2 separate regions of the Mus musculus genome follow, and region 1 is linked to region 2. The links are chromatin contacts, called in public Micro-C maps. All regions are on one chromosome and are shown on one strand. The core of a region is the stretch at or near the end of the contact, and the rest is flanking DNA. Distances in the headings are between cores, read along the strand shown.

What was found. Hi-C and Micro-C count contacts between places; a contact is called where the count stands out from the background.
Region 1: a contact with region 2 is called in a Micro-C map of palatal mesenchyme, with 2.1 times the contacts expected there. The contact joins the enhancer-like site here to the promoter of Bnc2 in region 2. A contact is called at or near these places in 2 of 484 Hi-C or Micro-C datasets (epidermal suprabasal cells and palatal mesenchyme) and 1 of 115 datasets of contacts at active chromatin or transcription factors (embryonic stem cells).

Annotation. Positions count from the first base shown.
Region 1 is chr4:84,764,683-84,770,559 of GRCm38.p6, forward strand. No RefSeq gene overlaps it. Among named protein-coding and RNA genes, the nearest start is that of Gm12415, 26 kb to the left of the region's middle. Within about 2 kb of position 3,614, at least 20 of the 459 cell types and tissues checked have an H3K27ac peak or open chromatin away from gene starts, as enhancers often do. A contact at or near this core is called in palatal mesenchyme, where this site is marked.
Region 2 is chr4:84,673,773-84,679,694 of GRCm38.p6, forward strand. Bnc2 (basonuclin 2) reads right to left here and starts at 1,631. Exons shown (of 7, transcript NM_001369083.1): 1 at 1,203-1,631. The coding sequence starts at 1,205.

The DNA of each region.
Region 1 (5,877 bases), core at 2,364-4,863, 93 kb after region 2:
ACATACAATTTGTTCTGAAGTGACAGAGCAGAGAAAAGACCTTCAACAGAGGTCAAGCCAATAAGCCACTTGAAACTGAGGCTTCAGTCTCTGAAACTAAATTAAAGGATTGAAATAAGCTTCCATTGATTTATTTGCTTGATATTCATTTAATTGTCTTTTAATCCAAGGTCTAATTATTAGCCCAGGCTTGCCTTGAAAATCCACCTGCCTCTTCTTCTTTAGTGCTAGAATTATAGAAATGGCCCACCAAATTCTGCTACCTTCTTTCTTTATTAATACCTAGGTTTAGGTATTTTGTCATTGCAATGGAAAACTGACTAAAAAAGAAACCAAAGTTCTGCTGAGCTGGAACCACTATTAACTTCTCCTTATTTGTTTGTCCAATTAGAGATTGAAAGTAGACACATATAAGGATATTATTTAATTTCCCTAAATTATGCATCTATGACTGGTGATTTCTGCAATATTATTTTGGGGTTATTTATAGAAGTGATTTATAAGTGATTCTTAAAGTCTGTAAGATTCATACATTTTATAAATATACTTTGCTTAGTTAGTCATAGGGTAGGAAGATGTAATGGTAGCATTTAGGTGAACTTTTATTAAACAGCGCTGCTTTTCCTCAGTCTGTACCAGCAAATTGTCATCAGGACTCATTAAAACAGTATCCCATTATCAATTAATAGTAATAGTAAAATACTGATTAATATTAAATGAGCTAAAATAAATAATAAGTTGAAAAGAAAATATACTAATTTCTTTATATTGTTATTGAAGGGTATGAGTATTATGCCTACATGTATATATCTGTGTGCCACATGTATGCCTGGTACCTGCAGAAGGCAGAGGGCATCAGATGCCCTGGAACTAGGGTTATAGACAGCTCGGCGTGTGGTGCTGGGAACTGAACCCACTTCATTGGAGGACCAGTCAGTATTCTTAACTGTTCAACTGTCTCTTCAGCCTCCTCTTAAAAATTTGTTAATCTGTTTTATTTATGTTTGCTTGTATTTGCTTGTGTGAGTTTATGTACAGGACCTGCGTGCAGGAGCCTGCAGAGGCTAGAAGAGGCTGTGCCCCTGGAAGTGGAGTTACAGACAGTTGTGAGGTATCAGGGGCTGAGAACCGAGTTCCAGTCTTCTGAGACAGCAGTAAGCAGCACACTTACCACTGAGTCATTCTCCCCAAACCCCATGCTTCTGTATTGGTGCTAAATCTGCATGGTGTCATCAGTGTGTCTCCTAAATTCCTTTTCCCCTAGCAGATATCAGCCTACATATGGGCATTTTTCATCCTGCATAGACAGTTGAACAAATGTCTCAGGGTAGGTGTGGGAGGTGAAGGAGAGGGAGAGCTAACAGGTCGAAAATTGAATATATACTGTAGGGCGTGATCAGACTACGTGCCATTTCACCTTTTGTATGACAGCTTGCTTGTGACTACTTTTCATTCAGGTGTGACTTTCCTGGCTGCCCTCATTCCTCAATAGACTTTAAAGATTTTCTGATTGAGTGTATGAACATACCCACGTTTACACCTGCATTCATTTAAATGAAACCTGTCGAGTTTGGCTACATTTTTCTTGCCTTTAGACGTCATTCACAGACAATGGAGAGTTCTTTTAGCCTAAGACAATAACTGTCTCAAGTTTACATGGAGAAAAAAATATATATACTTTTAAGAAAATTTAGAATGGTTCAAGTCTTTGTCATAAATCAGTAGAGAAATTGAAATTCAAGGAAACCATAGAGAAAGAAATAATGAGAGATGACTTAATCCTGATGTATCAACTGGAATAGCCATTAAGGTTCATACTCTGTAAGAAATTAAGCCTCTATCAATGTTCACTACGGCTTACTGAACTGAAAAAAATATGGTTCACACTTGTTCTCTGTGAAAATGGATTGGTGACATAAAGCTTTGTTAGCAAGACCTTCCTCAGGCTGCTTTCTCTTCCCCTCTAAGATCATAACCTGTGACCTTCAGTATTCATGTTGTCATCAGCCCAAGTTGTCATGTTAAAATAGAGGTGCTTTCACAATAAGAATAAGTAAGTACTGGTAAAATATTTTGATCACAGAAAAATAAAAGGCAGAAGGAGGTTTTATGGGCTTTTATGTCTGAGTTCAGCCCCTCAAAGCATGTGGCATCTGAATTCCCATAAAGGCAACTGCCAAGCCAAGAGTGCTTGTGATTAGCATCCTCTGTGAACCACTTAGTGCAACGAGTGCTCCTTCAAAGAACTGCAAATCGCAGACTAAGTCAGGCTCAGACTACATTCCGTTTTCTTTTTTTCCCCTCTCATATGCTGTCGCTGCTGTCTTTTCTCAGTGCCTGCTGTTTTCTGTTATTCCTGCTTTTCTATCGATTCTGGAGGCACGGGCCTTTGACCTTAGAACAAATGCAAAGAAATATTCGTGGAGTAAAATGTTGTGGAATAATAGGATGCCAGGACCATCTGACTGTAAGAAATGCAAGTTGCTCCTCTGGTGGCCAAGATTTGATTCTCAGAGCTGGCTGAGCTGGCATGCAGAGCCCTTAAAGCTAGCGGGGAAAGCCTGCATGCAAGCAAGCATGCATGCAAGCAAGCACGCATGCCGACCCAAGTCTTGTTCTCTGTAAATAGCAGCTGTATGGTGAGTTTCCATCAGCGCCTGTATGTAAAGCTCTCTGTGCTCACTTATGGAATGGTGTAGGAGCTGGTACAAACCAAGATAGAGCAGCAATTGGATTTTTATTTTAAAGATCCAGACTTCCCTCCTATGTTGATTTGTTAATAAAAGCTCTCTAATTAATATGCCGCCTTAATAAATCCAAACATTTAACTTCCCTTTAAACTTGAAGGTTTACTTCGGCTTTTGGTATGTCTGTTGGCCTCAAGAAGCTGAACTACCGATCTTTAAATCGTCCTTTAGAAATAATGACTGTAAGCAAGAGACTTGGTGGTGAAGTCCCCCAACCCCCCAAAACCAGTTTTTAAACTACTAAGTAATAAACTTACAGAAGAGAAAGAGGGAAAAGAGAGTGATGTTGATAGTATAATTTACAAAATGGCCTTGGGGGCCTTGGGGGCCTTGGGGGCCTTGGGGCTACAGCACTAACCTGGGAAACTGGAGAACCTACTCCCTTAGTAACCGTAGGGAAGTCTTTCCTGGAGGCATGGCTTTCTGTTGGTGTGGAGACACAGGGGGTGGGGGGTGGGAGGTGGGTGGGGGCAGCGGGTAGGAAACTAATGAGATGGAAGGTGCTAGAAAGGTACAGAATATTACAGCCTTCTTCACAACCCTACAGCTTTACTTTTCATGAACATTATTAACATTTGGCAAAGAATCATTACTTGACAATTTATTATCCTGTTCAAACCCAGGTAGGTTAAAAGTTTAAACTTTTTATACTGGAAACCCGGTCTCTCGTGCATTTTAGAAACCCCAGATACCACAAAGTTAAAAAAGAAGAAGAAGGAAAAAAAAAGCCCTCCTGAATTTCATTTGCAAAGCCTCTCTTTTGGCACACAAGGCTCTGCATTAGAGTGAAATATTCCATTGAAACGCCTGCTCTGGCACCGAGAACGGAGAAAAGCCTTGTGTTTGTGTACTCTGTGAAGTCGAACAACAATTTCCAACATATGTTAGGAGAGGCTGCCCTCTTTGGCGATGGGAAAACGGATAGCTCCAGAGGGAAAAGCAAACCGAGCGCTGAAAAGTTTTGTTAATCTTTCACTGGTGAGGCTGAGCTGGGAACACAGCAGCCTGTTGGCTGTGGAGAAGGCTGGAGCCAAAGGGCCCAGCCCACAGGAAATGAACGTTGTCCTCCTCAGTGAGGCTACTTAAGTAGAGAGAAAACATTTACAGTACTTGTAATTACGATGGTTTTCGGCACCTAAATTGTCATAAATCACATTTATAAAAGCCATCTTCACGCTAGTCAAATTTTGAAAGCTGCAAAATATATTCAGCTGGTGGGTAGTTTGAAACGGTGGTACATATGTTTGGAATAAATACATCTTATAATTATGGTTTTTAATACTGGGAGGTTTCTTATGAGGATTTATGCTCACATACTGATGATAATGGAGTACATTGTGAACATAATAGAGTGGTGATGGGTGGTATTTGTTCCGGTATTTCTACAAAATACTGCTTCCAACTCTGAGGGGTCTGTTCCTTTGTAAATCCCCATACATCAAGATAAAAATACACTTCTCAGTGTATCTCCTGGAGCAACTACCCAGAGAGAAAATACACGCATTTTCACACCCAGTTCATGGATCTTAAAACATAATTACGTCTTATTGCGTTGTTGATCCCAGAGCAGTATTTGAATTAAAAAGGAGCGCCAATAGAATTGGTGGAAAGCAAAAGAGCTCTATTTTATAGCTGAGTTCGTGGTGGAGTGAAATCTAGTTTTAATAAAAGAGTAGTATCATAATAAGCAGACGAGTCAAACCGGTAATTAGAGTTTTTATTACATATGTATTACCTAACAGGAAGCCAGTCCTACCAAGCAGAAAATAAAGGGGAGAGATGGTGAAGGATTAAAGACCCTGGCAGCATCAAGGAGAAATCTGAATTAACTCTTTGCCCAGTCTCATACACAGGATAATTGTATTTTGGTCAAGAGGGCAAGATCTGAGATGTCTGTCTCTATACTAATCTTTCATTCAAATATTTAATAAATACTTGCTAAGTACTTCTATGCTGGCCATTAACCTAGACACTGGAAACAGAAATACAAATTAGAGTCCAGCCCTTAGGAATGCCTGTCTCGGAGAAAGACAAATAATTAAAGCACGCCCCGAACAGCAGCGCGAGTAGCAACTTTTGTCTTGACACGGATTCCATGGTAAACACTGCAATAAAAGGCACACTTTGTGGGGTTCTTGTTGCTGGTACTGGGCCGAGGGTACAGCTGGCAAGGTAAAGCGCTGCGTCAGCACCTTCGAAGGATGCTATCCTATAGCTCTTGGTCTTGCTTCATTTCCATAAACATTCAAAAAATGTGGAGCTCTGCTTTTTGTGGATGTTCATATTCCACCGGATCCCTTTCCTATTTTGAAAGTTTATATATTCGAGGAGAAAAATGTAATTAGATTGCTGAGTTATCCACCTTCCCTGAGAATGCAGAGTGTCACCACAGGTTAAAAATCAGTTGCAGGCTGTGATGAAAGATCTCTCCTTCTGCTTTCAAATAGCCATCTGCCATTTCCACATACTGCCTCTGTGGCCGAAAATCTCTATAGAACCTGCATTCTACTGGTGTCTGGCTGTCACATTTGCTTAGCTGTAAGTCTTTTATCATTAGAATCATTAAAATTAACATTAATCCCCGCACTTAAGAGAGTGCAGAGTCAGGCAGATCTCTGAGTTTGAGGTCAGCCTGATCTACAAAGCAAATTCCAGGCCAGCCAAGGCTATGTAGTAAGGCCTTTCTCCAAACAAACCAAACCAAACCAAACCAACGAAAACAAAATTTAGCTCCTTTCCTTAGAACAGATTCTGAGGGGAAATGGGAGGAGCCCGGTATAAAAAGGAATGATGCTCTGGGGTGGGAGGGCTCTGGTGCAGGTTCATGGGACTGCAGTCTGTGGAAATATGTCTCTACCTAATGACTGAAGTGGCCTGTGTGGATAGACCGTCATTCTCCCTAGATGAATAGGCCAAGACAGACTGTGATGTTGATGACAATACTCTTTGTTTAAGATAGCAGAACAGCTTCCTCCTTGTTTATTATACAAAGGTGTGTGGGGGTGGGGGTGTACAATTCATGTGTGTGTGTGTGTGTGTGTGTGTGTGTGTGTGTGTGTGTGTGTGCAAGTGGAGGAAAGAGATAGCATTGTGTGTTTTGTCCAATCACTCTTTAATTGGTTTTTATTTG
Region 2 (5,922 bases), core at 381-2,880:
TGACTCTAGGGTAAATGGGAAGCATCATAAATCGCACGCTGCTTTCAAAACCTCTTTAATTTCTGTCAGCATTACTGTAACCGCAGTCCTGGGTGCATTTTGTATGTGTGTATGTCTGCATTTGACAGTACCATCTCCTACATTCCAGTTGTGACTTTGATCTCTGAAACAAGAGATGTCACATCAGGGGGAAGGGAAGAGGAAAAAAAAATGTCAACCTGCTATCACCCCGTTTCTTATACATCCCATGTACATAGGGCCCACTTTGTATCAGAGCCCCCAAGTGGGGCTAACAACAGCGACACTGGGTGGTAGGGAACTCCAAGAAAAAAAGAGTGGTCAAGCCCCATTTCTAACAAATGACTTCCCGAAAGCAGACAGTGAGGCTCATCACTGGGTGAACTAATTGCCTGCTTCCTCGCTGCAGAGAAGCCGTCCCTTCCAGGGACTGGGCTGGAGTCCCCCTGCGCTGTGCCATCCCTTTTCCACCACCACTTGGCACTTACAAGTTTTGTTTTGTTTTAATCTTCGCCTCATCCCACGGGAGATTCCGTCTAGTTTTGTCCTGAGCTCCACCACTACTGTATATATATATATATGTTTTTAAATTCTGCCCCCCTTTCAGGTCTCAAATCCCACCGTCCAGTCGGCGTGTAAGCGCAGTGGGCCGGCTGCTTCAGAACCGCACTTCGGGAAAGCACACACGTGTCTGTCTAGCGGGATTTGACTGGCCGCGTCCGCGTCCTCCGCAGCCGCGCGGGCATCGCTGCGGTCCCCACGCGGGCCGCGGGCCGCGCCCCGGCACCCATGCCCAGCCGCCGCTCAGGGCTCTCAACAGGCCGGCAAGTTGGGAAAGTTGCCGCGGGTCCCGGCAGCCCCGTGCATCCCGGGTCCCCGTGTCCCGCGCCCTCCCCGAGGGCTCCCCGGTCCCCAGAGTCCCCGACTGGCCGCCGCTCACCTAAGGCGCGGGGAGCCCTCGCTCCCGTCCGCCTGCCCGCCCGCTCGCCCTCCCGCAGCCGCCTCGAGAACTTGGGGCCAAGTTGGGGGAGTGGGGGGTGGATTTCGGGAGCGCCGCCGGCTGCCCGCCTCCTCACGCCGCGGCGCTAGAGGAGAACGCGGCCCGCCGCGGCCCCGGGGCGTCCCGCCCGGGTCTGTCCCTACCAAGTGCAGACGCAAGCGGAGAGGAGGTGGAAACTTCTTACCATCTCGGCATGCTGGTTGTCAAGTGCAGCCCCCGCCTCTTGGTCTCCTCTTAGCGGCCGCGCCTGGACCAGCCCCTCGGCCGCCTCAGCTCGCCGCTCGGCCTGCTCCCTCCCCCGCCCGGCCGCTCCGGGCCGCGCTCGCCGCCCGCGCCACTCCCCACCCGCCCGCGCGCGCCCTCGCCGCGGCCCCTCGGCGCTCAGGTGACTGATTTACACCCGCGCCCAGGGTCGCGCTCGCTCCCTCGAGCCGGCGCTCCGAGTTGTCCCGCTCCTCCCCGGGCAGAGGGAGAAAAGAAAAAAAGGGAACGGACTGTCCGGGAGGGGGGCTGCTGGCGAGGCGGGGTGCGCGCGGCGGCGCGGGGGGGACCGGTGGCCGCGCCGGCACAAGTTTCTGCTCCCGGCGCAACTGTCCGGACTAGGGTGTTCGCCGCCTGTTTTGTTGTTGTCCTCAAGCTTTTCTAGGGGCTTCGGGGAGGATGTCTAGCCCTCCCCCACCCCCACCTCGCTAGACACACACCCCCTCTTCCGTGGATGGAAAAACAACTTTGGCGCCCCCCGGGGGGTGCGGGCGTGGAAGTGGAGGTGGCGGCCAGCGCCCAGCTGTCAACAAGGGGGAAAAATGCGAGGAGCCGGGAGGGGAGAGGGAAGGCTGCGAGCCGCCGCCGAGCACCGGGCGCGAACTTTATTCCGACTGCGGCGCAGCGCCTCCGCTCCGGGCTTCTCCCACTCTCGGTCTGCTCGGCCCGGCTCTGGTCTGCCTTGGGCGGCGCCGGAGTGAAGGCAGGGGAAGCCCGGGGACCGTGACGCGCCCGGGGACCCGGGGCAGAAAGTTGCGCACAGCTAGGGGCGAAAAGTTTCTGGGAGCGGCGGCTTTGGTGCCGGCCCAGACGGCGGCTTGCGGCCAGGGCTTCCTTCCCCTTCTAGGTCTGGGCCTGGAGCTGCAGCTGGCGGGGGAGAGGAAGGAGACTGCCACCCTAGCGGGCGCCCGCGACGGACACCAGTCACACGTGTGGGGTGACACTCAGACGACCCGAGTTGCCCTGCTTTAAGACACGGGTTGCCGGCGGCAGGCTCGGCACGCAGCCGCCAGCGGTTGAAGGACACTTCTTAAATGGAAGCAAAACACAGTCGGGCTGCAAGATTCGGGGGGGAGGGGGGAGACTTAATCATCCTCATCTTTCTAATGTACACCGTGTGCCAAAACCGTCTCCGCCTCGTGCAGATTTATCATCGCTAGAGCAAACTTTTTGCTTATCTGTCTCGGGAGGAAAGCACAGGTTTCTAGCACACTCTTGAGCTCTAAGAAATCAGAGAATCCTGCGGAAGATTTGGTTGGCTGAAAACAGGTTTGATTACTGTTTCTTCCTGAAAAGAGTAACTCGTCCCTCCTTCCATTCTCTCTTTCCCCAAGCAGAGGGAGAAGCCTCATAATTTCATTCAGAGGTCAGAATTAAATTCCTCCGAAAATATGTAGACTTGGAATTTAGGACACACTCACACACATACACACACCGTCATAAGTTTAATGTATATTCACAATGGTTAAGCTTAATTTTTTTTTCAGGATCCATGGCTGACTAGATCCCAAGTAGCAACAGCTGGCCTGAGAATGTGAGTTAGCTTATCCACGTGGATCCAGCCTTTTTTTTTTTTTCTTTTTTTTTTAAACATTAGGGCCACCAGCACCTGCAGTTCCTTGTACTAGTTGGGTTCAAATTCCTGACTCCTCCTAGGCCCATGCAAAGCAGATTGGTAGTCACTTCAGAATCTGTCGATTCTATGCAGGAAACACTATAGACTTTAGGCACATGTTTATCTCTTAAATTTTCTAATGAGTGACAGTTGCTGTGGGACAAATTACGGGTTAGGTATCTAACCGTTATCCAATATGTTTAAATGCATGTTATCAAAGTAGGCTCATCGTCAAATGATTTGATTAAGGTGTGGAGCATATTCTCTTGTTCTCTAAGCAGAACTATGACGTCATTCTGTAGCAACTGATTACCCGAGAGATAATGGTGACCAAATGTTCATTCTGAGGTCCTAGGAGCCTCACAAGCAGCTTCCAGAAAGAAGCCAAGTTTCAGTGTGTTTCCCTGCATCACGAAAAGATTGGGAAAAGCTAGCAGCTAATTTCAGAGTCATTACCCACACAAACCCATTCATACACTTAACTGCTTTTAAGTGACAGTCCAGCAAGTTGCCAAACAGTTGTATCCACACAGTGTGTTTCTGGCTGCACACCTACATGTGCCACGCTACTTTTTTTTTCTACATCAAGCAACCTGTAATTTACATTCCTCTGATTGGTTCCAGAACTGACTGTTCTTGATGTTAGCATGCAGTCACTCTACCTGAGGTCAGATGTATCTAGCGAAGTCCCCCTGCCTTTCTAAACAGTCATTACAAAGATGGAGTCTGGGCTGGACTGAAGAGCAGCCTTTAAGAAGGTGGCAGAATTGGCAGAAGCCATAGTCTTGTCTCCAGTGACTTTGACAACTGGCTCAAGATCTTACTTAGGTCAGTGGTCCTCAACCTGTGGGTCTTGAACCCTATGGACTACCAGAAAACACAGATATTTACATTACAATTCATAATGGTAGCAAAATTACAAGTATGAAGTAGCAACAAAAATAAATTTGTAGTTGGGGGTCACCACACCACCAGGCACTGTGTTAGAGGGCTGAAGCATTAGGAAGGAGGAGGGCCAGAGCCTTGGGTCCTCTGTGTCCTGCAATATCCTAATGCTTTGCAGCTACCTGACTCAGTGCCCCATCCAGCTGTTCAATCTTCTGTTGGACTCCACTCTCTTTGGCTCTAATTTGCTCATCTGCTTTCTAGGCTTAGACCTTGGTGGCTCTTCTCTTTGCTTAAACTCTTACCCTGTCCAGAGTCCCTTTCTTCCCACTTTCACCTTATCTCCAACTTTACTCCTGAAGAGTCAAAGAAGATAGCTCTTCGTTTACTCTGCAAAATCCTCCTTGCCCCATCCGTTCTACCTCTCCTTTTGTCTTTTGTGTGCTTGTCTTCGTGTAAGCTGTGTTTTGTTTTTGCTTATATGCTTACTACTTTTCAGCTAAAGAATAAGCTTAGTCAGGGCAAAGGATGGGTCTAGGAATGTCAGAAGCATTATCACCATTGTGTCAAAGTGCTATAGGAATACGGCAAAACAGTCCATTCTTTGAAAGGAGACAGGAGACACTATTGTACCCAGGTATCCGCTGGGTGCGTACTGGGGACATCCAACAGTCCCCAAGGCCCTCCTAGAAGGGCCATGAGGACAAAACTATTTTTTGTTTGTTTGTTTGTTTGTTTTTTGTTATTTTAAGACAGGGTTTCTCTGTGTAGCCCTGGCTGTCCTGGAACTCACTTTGTAGACCAGGCTGGCCTTGAACTCAGAAATCTGCCTGCCTCTGCCTCCCGAGTGCTGGGATCAAAGGCGTGCGCCACTATGCCCGGCGACAAAACTATTTTTTATTTGTGTAATATGAAATTGTATACATTTCCTATTCTCCCCTGTGCATTTCTATAGGCAGGGTGACGCGTCACATCACAACAGGCTGGTTGAGGTGCAGAGGAGACTCCCCCGCTTCCTGGTCCATCAGTTGTTACAGGACACGTGCCACGGAAGTGTAAATCAAGGCCATTCCTGTCACTACATTTTTGGGCTGATTTATAAGCAGACTTTCTTTTAAATATGTGCATTTGTTTGTTTCATTTGCTGTGCTAACGAATTACAAAAAAAAGAAATCAGTAAATTAGACCACAAATTTATCATAATTCTGGATGCCTGATAGAAGATGTATTAAACACAAGTGTTTCTAAATCTAAATATCGAGGTACTTACATATGTTCCTTTCTGGGGCCAGAATCTGTTTTCTTTCCCTTTACACCTTTGAGAAGCTGCTCCCCGGCTCAGGGCCCCCTCCCCTGAGGCCACTCAGCACACTCATCTTCCTTACTCTGCTTGCTGCTTGCTGGTTGTAGCCACCTTAATGATTACTTTGGGTCTACTGAGGTAATCCGGGAAAGTCTATCTATCTCAAGCTCCTTAATTTAAAGACATAGACTTATCATTATTAGAGGTTATTGATTCTTCCTACTAGAGAATGATAACAGCAAATGGCTCTACTTTCCTTTTAAACAAATTGATAGCTTATTTAAAACATCAGCATTTACATTTTTAATAAATACTAATAGCTGTTGTTCATATCAATAAAATCATTTTTCAGTCTTCCAAAAACTGAAGAACTTAAACCATCAAGGTCATAAAACTGAACCGTGGGACACTCTCTGTCCTGCACCACTGCCCCGTCCCTTCTCAGTGCTCCAGATGAAAGCCGTCCTCCTAAGCGGGTTATAATGGCTCTTTCCCTCTGCCGACTGCCTGAATGCTGAGCAGCTTACTTGGATCTAGAATGTGGAAGAGCCACTGAGGACTTCATGTGAGGATTATTTTGGTAAGGATCATTTTACTTAATAAAACCCCAAGTGGTAGATAACAAATAAATGGTCATTTCTATGATCTGGACATTAGTGTGAGAGAATATGGTACCTTCAACACTCACATGCACCTTGTAACCAAGAGCCACCCATGTTCCAGGGATGATGAACTTGGAAAGGGAAGAACACTGAGCCAGCTTTCTTTAGAGTGCTGGGATTGACCCCAGGGCAGCATGAAGGCAGCAGGCCAGCATGTCTCTACTGCGTAGCTCCACCC